Regions from separate parts of the Zea mays genome. Here region 2 is linked to region 1. The links are chromatin contacts, called in public Hi-C maps. All regions are on one chromosome and are shown on one strand. The core of a region is the stretch at or near the end of the contact, and the rest is flanking DNA. Distances in the headings are between cores, read along the strand shown.

Evidence for each region. Hi-C and Micro-C count contacts between places; a contact is called where the count stands out from the background.
Region 2: a Hi-C map of leaf shows a contact between it and region 1, with 4 times the contacts expected there. The contact joins the promoter of LOC103626135 here to the promoter of LOC103626132 in region 1. A contact is called at or near these places in 2 of 25 Hi-C or Micro-C datasets (both in leaf).

What each region holds. Positions count from the first base shown.
Region 1 is chr5:25,258,489-25,266,075 of Zm-B73-REFERENCE-NAM-5.0, reverse strand. It overlaps LOC103626132 (phosphatidylinositol 4-phosphate 5-kinase 9), which reads left to right and starts at 2,393. Exons shown (of 10, transcript XM_008646519.3): 1 at 2,393-2,817; 2 at 3,088-3,155; 3 at 4,199-5,466; 4 at 6,060-6,227; 5 at 6,416-6,581; 6 at 6,714-6,824; 7 at 6,929-7,116; 8 at 7,207-7,364. The coding sequence starts at 4,217.
Region 2 is chr5:25,390,978-25,398,580 of Zm-B73-REFERENCE-NAM-5.0, reverse strand. It overlaps LOC103626135 (formin-like protein 4), which reads right to left and starts at 5,203. Exons shown (of 4, transcript XM_008646523.3): 1 at 3,775-5,203; 2 at 3,503-3,702; 3 at 2,689-2,930; 4 at 1,203-2,223. The coding sequence starts at 5,180. The coding sequence ends at 1,432.

The DNA.
Region 1 (7,587 bases), core at 1,144-3,643:
TAAACAGTGACTTGATGATTTTATAAAGTACTCCGTACTTCCATAGGGTGGGTTACTTATGTGCATGGTACTTGCGTCACGCAGTTTGAATAAACAAAAACAAAAACAAAAAATATCTAGATGAATAAATAAATTTGTCACAAAAACAAAAAAACTAGATGAAAAATAAATCTGGACGGACAAATCAGCGACATAAACGAAAAATATGGACAACAAAAAACAAATTAGTGATAAAAAAATACGTCCATCGTGGAGCTTGAACCCACAACCTCAAGGTTAAAAGTCTTGTACTCTACCGACTGAGCTAGACATACTTTGTTGTTACATATCCGAGCTCGGCGCCATAGATCTTGGCGCCATAGATCTTGGCGCCGAGCTCGGTACCACGTTGGCGCCACGTCGTTCAGGTTGGGCCAGCGTAGCACGCACCTCGGCGCCATAGCCTATGGCGCCGAGCTGTGTTACCTCGGCGCCATTGGCTATGGCGCCGAGAAAAGGGTCCAAAAATGACATTAAAATTTTCTAAGGTCCAAACGTGAATTTTTTTTTGAGGAAGAGCTAAAATATAAAAAATTCGGGTAGGGTGACAGCATTTGTCTAATCTTATGAGGGCTATATCATACTTTCTCTATTATTATAAAATAATTTATAATTTAGGACGGGAGAGTATATAAAAGGTTTAGTTTTCTAAGTCAGATCAGTCTAAATTTGATCAGATGGCCATCTATACTGACTGATAAGGACATGTACAACTTAGAGCCTTTAGTTTGGTTTTTCAAGTGTAAAATATAGACCGAGCGCATATATCATAAATATAGTTATTATATAAAAAAATCGTGAAGAGACAGACTCATCTCTCTGATTTTTTTTCACTTAACCTTTAGAGACCCGCTCAAGAGGCCTCTTAGTTAATGGAGTTAGAGCAACTACAATAGTTCTCTAAACAACTCTCTAAATCTTAAATTTAAGAAGTAAATAGAAAAATACTTCTCCAATGGTTCTCTAAATAGACTTGCTAAATTTACTTAGTTGCTATTCAACTCTATTTACTCTCCACATTTAGCAACTCGGTAGGAACTCCCTAAATACAGTTGACGTCAATTTCTTCACACTAGCGTGATTATTTTTCACTTTCCCACACAGTGAGGTAGACAGGTATAACACACTCTTTTTTCACTTTCTAGCATGAGATAACTAAGTCAAACATGTATGACACAAGTTTCTCCTTCACCATCGAACCCAACTTCCTCATAGGTTGCGCCACCGGACCACCACTCCTCCATAGTTCATATTGACCGGCTTTTTCTCTTTCGCCCTCACATAGGGGCAGGGCCGCTAAATCTAGATTCAAAATCGAGCTACTTCATAAATATGAGCAACTATTGGAGACTAAGTTATTTTTTACTTTCAATAGCTATTTAGCAACTTGCTAAACATGATTTTAGCAAGCTATTTTTTAGAGAACTATTGGAGTTGCTCTTATGCATGCCTTAAGCTGATATCCCAATCACCACACCACTAGCATGTGGGGCTCATACGGGCATTGACTTTTGATGTGGGGTGCTGACCCACCACAATTGCCCTAGGATAGTCCCGCCACCAATGTACTATCGCTACCCTGCTTTGCCTCGTACAATTAACAAATAGAAAGTCCCTAGCCGTTCGATCGCCTAGAAGGTAACGGAAAAAAAAAACGAAGCAGAAGAAGTGCAAGCCATCGCTCTTTTGGTCTGGTCGTAGTAGCATCAATCACTAGACGCTCCCTCCAATGAAGCCGCCGTGGCGGCGCCGAGAGCAGTCAAAGAAAATGCCATTTGCCTTCAAAAATCAAGCCCGAAAATTTAATCACCGGGACACATAGTACTATCTCTTACTCACTCCGTCAAGAAATGACAAACATATTTATTATTAACTCCGTTCTCGAATATTTATTATCATTAGTTTATTTTAACTAAAATATGACAAATAAAAAAATGGAGAGAGTACTTTTTTTTTACAAACTGTAACCGATAGTTAGTTAAGTCACATATACAAAATTATGGCATAAAGCTTAAATGAAGGCACGATGTTCAGATAATATTAATCCTCTAGCAAGTAACAGTATATTGTAAGGGAAAATGAAGCTAAAAAAATGTGTTTCGCCTGACTTTTGCTCCCATCAAACGTGTAACGGCGAGGGAAGTATTATTTTAGTAGTTCAAGTTCTGATAGTGCATGGAACTTTTTTTTGCTCTTATCTGGCCTCGTACGTACCCAATCACGGCCGAATTGACATTTCACATCTACTTACTTAATTTGGGGGTAATACAGGCCCCAGAGCTAAAAGATGGAAAGATTAGTAAAAGTAAGCAGAGGCATTGATAAAATAGTGTAAAAGGGACGTCCATTATTATATATAAGTATATACTAATAGTTTGTTGTTTCCCTTTCAATCACCTAGCTTTTCGCCCCTTTTTTTTCCCCCACGACCAGGATCGGTGAGCGAGTCCAAGCGGCCAAATCCAATCGCTAACCACCGCCGGCGTCCTCGTCTACGTCTACTACCTGCTCTGCTCTCTCTCCCCCACAGGCCCCGCAGCATCCACACGAGGACTTCAGAATCAGCAGCAGCCAGCAGGCAGCAGCTCAGCGAGACAGACGCGTCCGGGGCTCCCCTCCGCGCGCCCGCCGATCAAGGATCAACAACACACGGGGACGCCTCCCGTCTCCTTCATTCCCAGCCTGCACTGCGCCGCCCCAGACGCCCGCGACCCTCTCCACCTCCTCCGGCGAATACCGTTCCTCCCCGGCAAGCTACCCTCCGATCCTTTGTTCCGGGTGAGTCTACGCGCAGCGCTTCCTCCCGCGGCCGGATCCCCATCGGCGCGACGCGATTCGTGGATCCGGCGGCCGGGGTCTTCGCCGTCCACAGCAGTACAGCATCGCTTCTCAGTCCTCCTCCTCCCCTTGCCTCTAGTCTGGCAGCGCACCCCTGCCTCCACTAGTCCACTGTCCTTTTTTTACATGGAGACTAGAGTTGACCCTCCGCACGGATCCTCTCCGTCCTCACCCTCTTCTCCCTCTCCCTCCCTCTCCATATCTCTGCAGGTCTGCGAGGTAGTACCGTCGACGAGGCCTCCCTCCCCTCCGGCGAGCCCCCCTTCCGAAGTCGTGAGGTAATCCTGCCCGGCTGCCCCCCACTCCTTACCCCTCCTGTAGTCTTGTGTAGGTGCAACTCTTCTGAAAATAAAGTTCACAGTTGACGATTAGGGCCATGCAAAACTACAATGATCATCCGTGTACCTCCGCTCACTGAGTTAGACATGATCAGTTGTTTTGCTTTTATAAAGAAAAAAGTAAAAGTAAAAAAGAAGACTATATTCATGATTCTCAAACTCTGAACCATATCGGTGTTGTCTCTAGTATACTTGCTTACGTATGTGTGGTACATGATTAGGCTGAGCTGTGTAGAGGTTAGAGATAATTGTGAGCCTATTTTTCTTTTCATATATGAGTTGATATGTACCTACAAATTCCTAGTTGCAATTTATCCTTAATAAAAAATCTTTACAAATTGTTTTCCACACATCATTGTAAGATTAAAGAAAGGCACATGGAGGCTACAGTTAAAAAAAAATCTGCCCTACCCAAAGCACAATGCGAAACGCCTTAAGGTAAATCTTGATTCTTCCAGATTAAGCAGGATTCATCAAACAGTCAACAGTTGGGCCTTTCGGCTTATGCATGACATAAGGTAAATAAGAAAGGACCGTAGTAAATTCAGCAAGATTGAGCAAAATTCCTTCCAAACACCTTAAGGTGAAATAAGGTAAAGGATCAAGTAGTCCAGATTAACGCCGTCCTATCGTTCTCTCAGTAGGACAGATTGTTTGTTGTAGCCTCTCTGCGCCCTTCTTTAATCTTATAGCAATTTGCGGAAAAAAAGGAACTGAGCCGTAGCTCAGTGGTATGCTCGGCAGTTACGAGCGGCCGGTCCTGGGTTCGATTCCTATCGCCCACGATTTCCTACCCATTCAGGTGGGAGCCTCTCCCTCCGGTGACAGTAAAAAAAAACAATTTGCGGAAAAGGTTCCTAAAATGGAATGTTTATAACTTGGTTAATTCCAGTGCATCTTATATAACAGAATGGCTTACATATCTCATCTAACCTTTCTCAGGCAGTGCTTTTGATATTAGTTTTTGCATTTTTGTGGATCAGTCCTCCCAGGGTTTATGCATGACAGCCCCTGTGTCTCTTCCAAATGAGCTAGAAGCGGTCTCCCATTCTGCAAGGGTTGAGTTATTCCGAGACGCTAGTTGCAACATAGAAAATGAGGTGTTGGCCAGTTTGGGAAATGGCCAAGATTCAACTGCTGTTGGAGCAACTCCTGGTTTCAGAGTTGGAGAGATCAGGTTTGCTAATGGAGATATTTATTCTGGCACATTGTTGGGGAACACACCAGAGGGTTCAGGCCAGTATCGCTGGTCAGATGGTTGCACCTATGATGGTGAGTGGAATAAAGGGATGAGGCATGGGCAAGGAAAGACGGAATGGCCATCTGGAGCCACCTATGAGGGTGAGTATTCTGGTGGCTATGTATATGGTGAAGGTACCTATAAGGGTCCAGATAAAATCATTTACAAGGGACGATGGAAGTTGAATCACAAGCATGGACTTGGACATCAGACATATCCAAATGGAGACATGTTTGAAGGTTCGTGGATTCAGGGAGAAATAGTAGGTCATGGGAAGTACACGTGGGCAAACGGGGACACTTACGTTGGCAACATGAAAAGTGGCAAGATGTCAGGGAAAGGAACTCTTACATGGAAAAATGGGGACTCGTATGAGGGTAACTGGATAGATGGCATGATGCATGGGTATGGAATCTATACATGGAATGAATGTGGGTATTATATTGGAACATGGACAAGGGGACTGAAGGATGGGAAAGGTAAATTCTTTCCGAAAGGTTGTAGAGTACCTGTTAACGACGAGATGTATATCAATAATCTAAGAAATCGTGGTGTACTGCCTGATATTAGAAGGCAGAATCATGGTTCACGCATACTTCACTCTTCCTCGGTTGACATGGGGAACATGAAGGTTGGTATGGCTAGGCAATCTTCAGATGTTTTGTTCAAAAGGAATTCAGCTGAGCAATCTTCTTTGAAGAATGTGTCTTTGGAAAGACGGTGGAGTCTTGAGGTGGCTATTGAAAAATTTATTGGCCATGAATCCAGCGAAAGTTCTGGTCTAGAAAGCTTGGAAAACTTGAGTGATTCTCGTTTGCCCATACTGGAAAGAGAATACATGCAAGGTGTTCTAATCAGTGAGGTGGTTCTTGACAGGAGTTTTTCAGACTCCTCAAAGAAGACAAAACGCCGCCAGAAGAAAACGGTGAGGGACACAAAAAAGCCTGGAGAGACAATAATTAAGGGACACAGAAGCTATGATTTAATGCTCAGCCTGCAGCTTGGAATCAGGTAGCACCTCCTGATATCATGGTTTCAGTGACAGTATGCATTCTTTTTTTTCCTGTTCATTGTTTGTTCAGCTATTACTGTCCTAGCTACTCCCTACTGAATGTTCTTGTTTATAGAATAATCATCTCTTTCAACAATATAGTAATATCATGCCATATAATAACAGGTCCCTTGTCATCAGGCTCTTGGAACTAACGATGCGTTTTAAAAAAAATGGTTGGTATCATTTATTTATTTAGCTTCTAGAGAGTAATGAACTAATGCTGTAAGGTTTGCTTGATGTGCTAGCACCAGCAAGTAGTGGTTGCTTTAAAAAAAATGCCAAATACTGTCTCTCTCATAAACACATTACAGATATAGTTTGGAACTTACCCCATTCAATGTTTGTAGTGCCATTTGCACGTTACATTGAGAAGTTTGAACTACAAGTAGTGTTTGCTGCCTTACTGGCTCCTAGCTTGCAACATGTGCTTTTTCATGTCAGGAACTGCTAGATCCTGCAACGTACATTTTTATTTAATTAAATCCGAAGTTATGATGGTTACAGATTGTTTTAAGTATATTTCAAACCGGCAATGTTTTGTTGTACTTAGGTACACAGTTGGAAAGATCACACCAATTCAAAAACGTGAAGTTCGTGCTTCAGATTTTGGACCAAGAGCAAGTTTCTGGATGAACTTCCCAAAAGAAGGATCTCGGCTTACTCCTTCACATTCAGCGGAAGATTTTAAATGGAAAGACTACTGTCCCATGGTTTTCAGGTCCGCATTTCTTAAAAAAATATGGTCTTATCCACTGCAAATTGAGTGACATTTAGATTGTACAGAATTTTGTTCATTGGGACCTCTTGTTGACATATTCTTTTTGTTGTTTCTCCTGGCTTAAAATATACTATTCTTTCTGTTCCTGGCTCAATACTTTAAAACACAATATTGATCCACTTTTGTAGGAATTTGAGAGAGATGTTCAAGATTGATGCTGCAGACTATATGATCTCCATATGTGGAAATTCTGCTCTTAGGCAACTATCTTCCCCTGGAAAGAGTGGAAGTGTCTTTTTCCTGTCACAAGATGATAGATTCATGATTAAGACTCTCCGAAAATCTGAAGTGCAGGTCCATTTTCTATATGGATTACAGAGATTGTATTTCTTAGCTTTCATGATTGTTGGATAGATTGTGCATGTATAGTACGGCCATTTGCCTAGGAAGCGAAATTGAACTTTTCATGACTCTACTACCCTGTAGGTTCTTTTACGAATGCTTCCAAACTATTATGATCATGTCCGTACCTATGAGAACACCCTCATAACTAAGTTTTTTGGCCTCCACAGGGTGAAACCTTCTAGTGGTCAAAAGGTAACTATTGACATCAGCACCAATTTCACTTGAGGTTTCTTTAGTTTAATTTTCCCCCTTCCTTTTTAATGTAATGATCCTTCTTGAATATCTGCAAATTGCAGTTTCGGTTTGTTGTAATGGGAAACATGTTTTGCACTGAATTGAGAATCCACCGGAGGTTTGATTTGAAAGGATCATCTTTAGGCCGTTCTACTGATAAAATTGAAATTGACGAGAACACAACTCTGAAGGATTTGGATCTTAACTATTCCTTTTATCTTGAACCTTCCTGGCGTGAGGCTCTTCTTAAGTGAGCATATTTTCTCTAGAAATGATGTTTATGTGTTCTGTTATGTGACGACATTACACTTATCTCAAAATACTGTTGATTATTCTTCAGACAGATTGAAACAGACAGTGATTTTTTGAGAACACAGCGGATAATGGATTACAGCCTACTGCTTGGTGTCCATTATAGAGCTCCACAGCACTTGCGGACACGTGCATCTTATCACCGGAGCATGGCAGCAGATAGATTGACTGTTGTTTCAGAAGAAGGTAAGGAGTAAGGACACGCCTAACACCTTCCATAAAATGTTGCTCCTTATAATATCTGTTGCACATCTCCATGAGTGTTACTCATTGAGTGGTTTCAATGGTGAAGTATATCTACTCTTTGTGTCCAGCTGGAGCTGCCAAGCTAATGGCCATTTCTAATTCATTTTTGTTAAAAAGGAACTCAAATTATGCATCCCAGCATCCAAAGTTACCTGGAAATCCT
Region 2 (7,603 bases), core at 3,954-6,453, 130 kb before region 1:
TGAATGATCTCCATGTTGAAAAGCCGATGACTTACATCAGGTTTAGTTCATATGCTTTTGGTTCATCAACCTTCACCAAAAGGCAGGGGGGCATATGTTCAATGCTAAAAAGAGTAGTGCGGACGGTCCGGCCCCGAGGCCGGACGGTCCGCGGTCCGGACAGTCCGCGGTGGTGGCGCGGACGGTCCGCGCGTGCGCAGAGTCAGTTAGGGTTCCTAGTTTCTCGCGGGATTTGTTACCTAAAACCGCGGGATTAACTCGGAAATCAGTTTGAAGTGGATCCAGACCTCCCCTTTATATAGATGAAGGGCTACGGCCGATTGAACCCCCAACAATCGAACCAATACCACTTCTATTTCGCATTTATTTCCAGCACAATTAGGAGTAGTTCTAGTCTAGTTCTAGTTTAGCCTCTCGATCCCCAAATTCTTCGCCTCTCTTCGACTCTACGCCGATTAGAGGAGTCTAGGTCAGCCGGCCCGAGCCTAGACAACCCCTAGGATCTCTCCTCCCCGACGGGGTCTCTTCCGGGAGCGAGATCCAGGCGCCGCCGGCGACCTTCGCCGCCCCTGCGCACGTGCGGACCGTCCGGCCTGTAGGTGCGGACCGTCCGGCCGTCAGGCAGGGAACGGCAGCCTCTGTACCAGGTCGCGGACTGTCCGGCCCCTGGCCGCGGACCGTCCGCGCCTCTGCAGAGGCCACCGCCACCGGTTCTCACGCAGTGTTTGGCGCCCGAAAAAGGTGTCAACAGGTTGAAAGTCCGTCTCTGTTTAACTTTATATGAAAAAGGTATGGATTTTTTTTGATGTAATTTATAGAGGCATGTTCGCCTCGGTTAATTATTTGTAACAATAAACTCTTAGAATGACTGTCATTGGTTTGAGCGATTTTCGTAAACTGGTATCTTAAAATGCCCGTGTCTAAAAGTAGAATTACAAAGACGATCGTACCTAAGGAAAGCAAGGTGAACATTGTAGTAAATCTAAATATGTAAATTTACAAAAAAAATGGTAAGAACCCAAAATTCTAGACATATATTTTAATGTATGTAAACATTTATAAATATGTAAATCTAAATATGTAAATTTTTCAAAAATATCAAAAACCAATGTAGCTGATAAAGTCCTTTTTAGTCTCAATTCTTGCTTTTATCTAACTTTTGTATGTCAACTATCAAAACCATTCAATCTTGACCCCTAGTCAGTTTTGAATGGTTTTTCGGGTGCTCTAGGCTCAAAAAATCATCCTATCTTCGTACAAGAAAGAATCCGGTGCATCCATAATTATACAACGTAATTTGATCCTATCTTCGTACTTATCAAAAGTTACATATGTGCGCTATATGGTAAGATGAAACAATAATACTCATCTATATAGGGTTCTTGTGGTTGGTTCTGTTCGTTTGGCTCCGTGGTCCCTGACCCCGATTTCCTACAGCGACCAACTCTCTTCGTCGTCGTCGTTGTCTCTTGCGTGCTGGCCGTACACTTTGAGGTTCGCCATTGCCGTGGTCGCTGACATGCGGAAGGACCTTGCGGATCCAACAACAACCGTCCTGTCCTGCTGGCCGACCTCCTTGCATACATGGTCCAGCATGGACAGGAAGTCCCTCACCACCATGAAGATCCTCAGAGGGTGCGCTTCCTCCTTTCCGGCATCGCCATGGAAATACTCGGTGATCTCTTTCACCCTTCCCAGAGCCCTCTCCTCGTCGCACCTCACCTGTTGGATCTCCATCTCAGCTTCCTCGAGAAAACCACGCATCCTCGCGAAAAAACCGTGGCCTTGGGCGCACTGCTCCTCGAGCAGGAGGACCGACTTGATCCTGCTAAGGCCGGCCTGGAGCTTGGATACATAGCTGTGCAGCACATCGAAATCCATGCCCGCTGCTTTCTTGACGTTGCCGAGCTCATTGCTCAGCCCAGATACAACCTTCAATCCTTGCTTACGGAACGTTTCGTCTTTCACGATGCTTCTGGTTTCGTCTTCTACGGCTTTCTCGGATTTTGCATCTTCCGACCGCACGATTTCCTGGACAACGAAGTGCAGCAAGGTGGTTTTACCATCGGCCCCTTTGACGTCTGCGAGCTTGAGTAGAGTGTCCAGCTTGAAAGCTTTTGCCTGACCGCGGTTTGTGCCGACATTCATTCGGTTCCCAGTTCGCAGGACAGCTTCAAGTAGCTTCAGGAACAATCTACTGCTTTTTAAATCATCACAAGCTCCCTGCAAAACCATGCCGACAATAATGGCAACTCCTTTTTTGCACTATAATTCAGAGCAGGGCTATCGTTTTTTTTTGGGTGGGTGGGGGTAGGAGGAACAAGATCACTACATATTTTGAATGGCAAAAATGAATGCCATCATTGTCAGAAAGGCACGGAAATCAGAAAGGCTTATGATTTTGCTGATAACTAGTCATGCTATTACATCATTACGTACGCCTCCCTCCCTGTTGCATGGGTGCCACTGTCAGATCTCAGATGCACATAAGTCATAAGTGCCGAACTGGCAATGGCTGTGACCGATGTGCAATGAGCTGTTCAAATCTACGACAGTGAATGAAGAGTTTGTTGAGAAACAATTACTTTGTTCCACGCTATGACAGTTATGTGAAACAATTACTGATTCATGTGCAAGCCACTGATAATAGAAACTACAGTACGTACTATGCAAAGTGAACCAGCATACCTCTAATGTTTCGAAAGATTTCCTGAGGTAATTGATTTCGCTCTCAAAATTTGCTCGATAGAGCATAGCATCAACTCTTTTGAAAGAAAAAGGTATGTCAAGCACTGCCTTGAGAAACCGCTCTGCGGAACCAAGCTTCGATGAGTCCCCGGTAAAGTTTCGAAGCTTCAGTTCTTCCTCTTTCGTAGGAGCCATCTTTACCAAGGTTTCCAACAAATCCGCACCCAGGCATTCAGCATTGCCTGTTTAAAGAATGTCAGCAGCAATAAACATTGTGAGTAGAACTAGACAATAGTTTAGAATGCTGTCATGTAGCTGACTGCACATCCTGGAGCAGTATGTATTGCATGTTTCTGTTAATTCCAATCCGAAGTCCTCAGACATACTTCAATACCCATTGGTATGAGCATTAAAAGATAGTAAGCTTCCAAACATGTTAATTCTAAAAAAAATATTTAGTCCAAAATTACAGAAATGGAAAACATATGTTGCCTGCAGCTATAATATGAAGAATGCATATGATTCAGAGTACGCTGAAGATGAAGAATAAGCTACATGCATAATGAAACGTAAAATGTTGTCATTGGATATTCAGAGCTTTCTTGCACAGTCAAACATATCAGCAAATTCCATTGTTGAGGTTACCTTAGAAATGTCCACATCATAACTAATTAACAATAATGGACCACAGCTTATACACAATGATCAGTCAAGAAAGATATTAGTTGATGTTACCTTAGAATCCATGACTACTAGTTCCTATTAGGTAGATATTCTGGAACCAGAAATATCCATTAATCAAAGAATTTCTCACCATCTAGCAGTGCATCGGAGACCTCTTCCGGAGTGACATTCAGCGCGCGCAGCAGGATGGCAATGTTCTGTGCCTTCTTAGGATCAAGGACCTTCTCTTTGGCACTACATTGCAGCACTCCAGGTTTTCTCAGTGTGTCCCTAGGAGGTGCATTTGCAGCATTGTTCGTGAAAAGCACCTCGATCATGTCCTCATCCAACCTGCCAGAAACTCATGTCAGCATCACAATTTTTAATGATTTAATAGTGTCTGTTCTGAGAATGCATCTTAACTGGAACGAATTAGACTTGAGCCGGTCCCAGACCATGTCGCGGTCGGAGCACGCCCGGACCTTGTCCCAGTGCAGCGGCTTCAGCTTGGGACGGGCTTCGTCACCGGCATGATCATCGTTCGTCCGAATTGGCATGCCGTCATTGTCCTTGTTCACCGCCACGACGGGTGCTCTCGGCACAGCGACACTTGGCCCCTCTGTTTGCTCTTGTTTGAGAAGCCGACGCGTTGATAATGGTGTAGCGGTTGTCAGAGGCTTTGGGATTGCGTTGGTGCGTCTTGGCGCTGGCGGCGGCGGCGGTGGAGGAGGAGGAGGTGGCGGTGGTAGGTTGGAGGATGGCGAGACAATTTGCTTGATCATATTCATATCCGAGGCGGAGCCGGCGGAAAAGCGGGTCCGCGGCAGAGTGCGTCGGGAGCGTGGCGCAGGAGGTGCGGGCGGAGGAGGCGCCACGGTTGCAGCTGGAACGGCCGTGGCGGCGGCCGGCGTCGGTGGGAAAAAATCGCTGGTGAGGCTGGGGAGGCTTTGGCGGGAGGGAGTGGTGGTTCGTGGGCTGGACGCGCTCGCCTGGCTCCACGTCCCGGCGCCCTCGCCGCCGGCGGACACCGCCGAGCGCTGGCCCGGTGTGTAGTACGCGGCGTCCTCGTCGGACGATCCCGCGCGCCGAAGCGGCGGGAGCGGCCTGAGTTCTGGGCTCGGGACGGTGTCGACGTCGCGGCACATGCCCCGCCTCGCGCGCTCCGAGCGGGCCTTCCGGTGCGGTGTGGCAGTGGCACCCGACGACGAGGCCGCCGCCGCCGCCGAGGTGCCCACCGCGTCAGCGTGCAGCACGAGTGCGGAGGCAGGCCCAGGGTGCGCGGCGGCGGCGAGGCCGGGGGGTTTGTGCGCCCACGCGGGGTGCCGCGCGAGACGGCCCGTGAGGAGAAACGCGGCGGCGAAGGCCAGCAGCGCGAGGACGGCCGCCGCGGCGGCGGAGGCGACGACAATGGCGGCCTTGGGTGTTCCGCCGCCGCCGTGGGGGCGCGGGCCCGGGCCTGTGCGGGATGAAGAGGCGTCCGCGGCGACAGTGTTCGGTGGCGGAGGAGCGGGGAGTAGCGCCGGCCCGCCGTTGTCGACGGGTGGGACGGGTGTGGAGGGATCGGAGGCGAATCCCGGTGCTGGTGGCGCCGTAGTGGACGGCGGCGGGGTCCATTCGATGGGGAAGAGCGGCTCGTGCAGCGCCCGCCTGGTGTCGGCGGCGGCCGAGTGGACGAGGAAGAGGAGTGAGGTGAGCCAGAGGACTGGAGACATCGGTAACAGACAGAGACTGAGGCAGAGAGGGAGCGAGGGTGATGGATGGCAGTGGAGTGGACACGACAAAGGAATGCGTGCGGGAAGAGGAAGGAAGCCGCCGCCGCTTGCCGCCATTTTCTGGGTTTGCTTGACAGTAACGTCTTTTGCGCACCCGTAGCACTTTTCCTTCAGATAAACAGCTGAGACTTTCTCCACACGCCATGTGGCGTGGGGTCGCAAAGGGTCCACCAAATTGGTTTGGTTCGCACTCGTAGCGCTTTTTCTTTACCTTAGACTGAATTCAACGGTTCCCCTAAATTTCTCCCCCTATATCTCACTCACGTGTCACGTCAGTGTTCTCTCTCCCCCTATATCTCCACGCTCTACAGCGGTTCCCCCTATACCAATCCTCTATACCCCACCACACCAATATTATATACTTTCATCATCAACTAACTCAACTACCATCCAATATTAATTTTAATTTTATTTCTTCTTTGCATAGTACACGAGCGTACTTTCGTCTACAATTAATTAGCACACTTAATAATTAGTATTCATACATTAGTATAAATACGGTCGAAATTGATGTACTTTTATAAATAGAAATTCGCATTCTTCTAGTACACGACACGAGTGGCTTGCACCACACGACTGGCTTGTACGGCAAGGCACGACCGTCTGGCTTCCTTCACACACCGAGGCCATCTATAAATAAGGGACCCCTGCGGGCATGCTCTACTCATCTACACACTCGTCTCTTCTGTATCATCCGCTATTCCATCACAAGTACGTAGTACGTAGTCTAAGTTCAGCTCCTCATGGCCTCATTGAAAAGCCTAGTGTTGTCATCGTCATCCGATGATTCCGACGATGAGATCGACAACTTGTTGCTTTGCCAACATGTTGACCACCTTGTACTAGGAAACACGAGCACGCGCCGTAGGCGCTCCTCATTGCCTCGCCGAGTTATCCATAGGGACCACGCTGCTGGAGAAAATCTCATCAAGCACCACTACTTCGGACCTAATCCAGTGTATCCATCACATGTTTTTCGTCGAAGGTACATTTCCTAAGTAATGATTTTACTTTTATTTGGAGGTTCGTTTACTTATTATATGGTTTGTTTTCGTTTTTAGGTTTCGGATGCATCGTCCTTTGTTCCTACGTATCCTTCATGTCGTTCAGCGAGAAGACGATTACTTCACTATTCGATGTGATGCAACTGGTTTAGCAGGGCTTGGTCCATTACAAAAAGTTTGTGCTGCTTTGCGTATCCTTGCGTACGGGTTACCAACCGATGCGGTAGATGAGTACATATAGATTGGACAGACTACGGCTAGGGACTGCCTTATCCGTTTCTGTCGCGCAATCAACTCTTCCTTTAGCGAACGTTACCTGCGTATCCCTAACCACGACGACATTGCTCGCATACTAACTGTAAACACGGAAAGGGGGTTTCCGGGTATGCTAGGCTCTATCGATTGTATGCATTGGGAATGGCGCAACTGTCCTACTGCATGGCGCGGACAGTTTTGTGGACGCAATTCGAGGCCAACAATGATACTAGAGGCAGTCGCTGGGTATGATCTGTGGATTTGGCATGCCTTCTTTGGAATGCCTGGTACTAACAATGATCTCAACGTGCTACATCGGTCACCAGTGTTTGATCTGTTACGTAATGGGACGATGCCACCAGTGCACTTCACTATTAATGGGACCACGTACAATTTCGGATACTACTTAGTAGATGGCATATATCCAAATTGGCCTACCTTTGTAAAAGCAATTCGTCACGCATTTGAGGAAAAAAAGGTTCACTTCACAACCAAGCAAGAGAGTTGTCGAAAGGACATTGAGCGAGCATTTGGAGTTTTGCAGGCGAGGTGGGCAGTTCTACGTGGCCCTGCTTATGGTTGGGATCGTCATCACCTCGCAGAGATGATGACTGCTTGCATTATTATGCACAACATGATTGTGGAGGACGAAGGAGAGGGTGCAGCAAATGTGGACTTCATTGGGCCCACTGCCCCCCAGAAGTGTGTAACACTATTCCTGAGGTCCGCAACGAGTGGCTCAATAATCATATCCGCTCCGAGTTACCCAACGATCCCGACCAGGACATCACATCTCAGACCACATACTTGTCTTTGCAGCACAACCTGATAGAACACCTTTGGGCACGTCGAGGGTCCATGGGTTGAAGGCTTTCATCCATATTATGTGGTACAACAATGTTGTTTTATTTGTATTATGAACTAAGTCATTAGTACAAGGAATGCAAGTCGTGTCATGTATCTTGGTCGGTAGTTAACAAGTCATGGTTAGTTGTATGTGTAATGCCACTGCTACAAATAATTTGCAAATGTTGGCAAACGTCAAGTCATGTATGAAACATCCTTATTATGAATATCAATATTCTGAAAATAAACAATGTTGAAAAACCAAGCTCATGTTCTCAAACTACTAAGCAAATGTTTAAACACTCCAAATCACACATGTCCAAACACACAGGACGACGGTTTGCCGATCCAAAGGTGAGCAACACCTTATCAAAT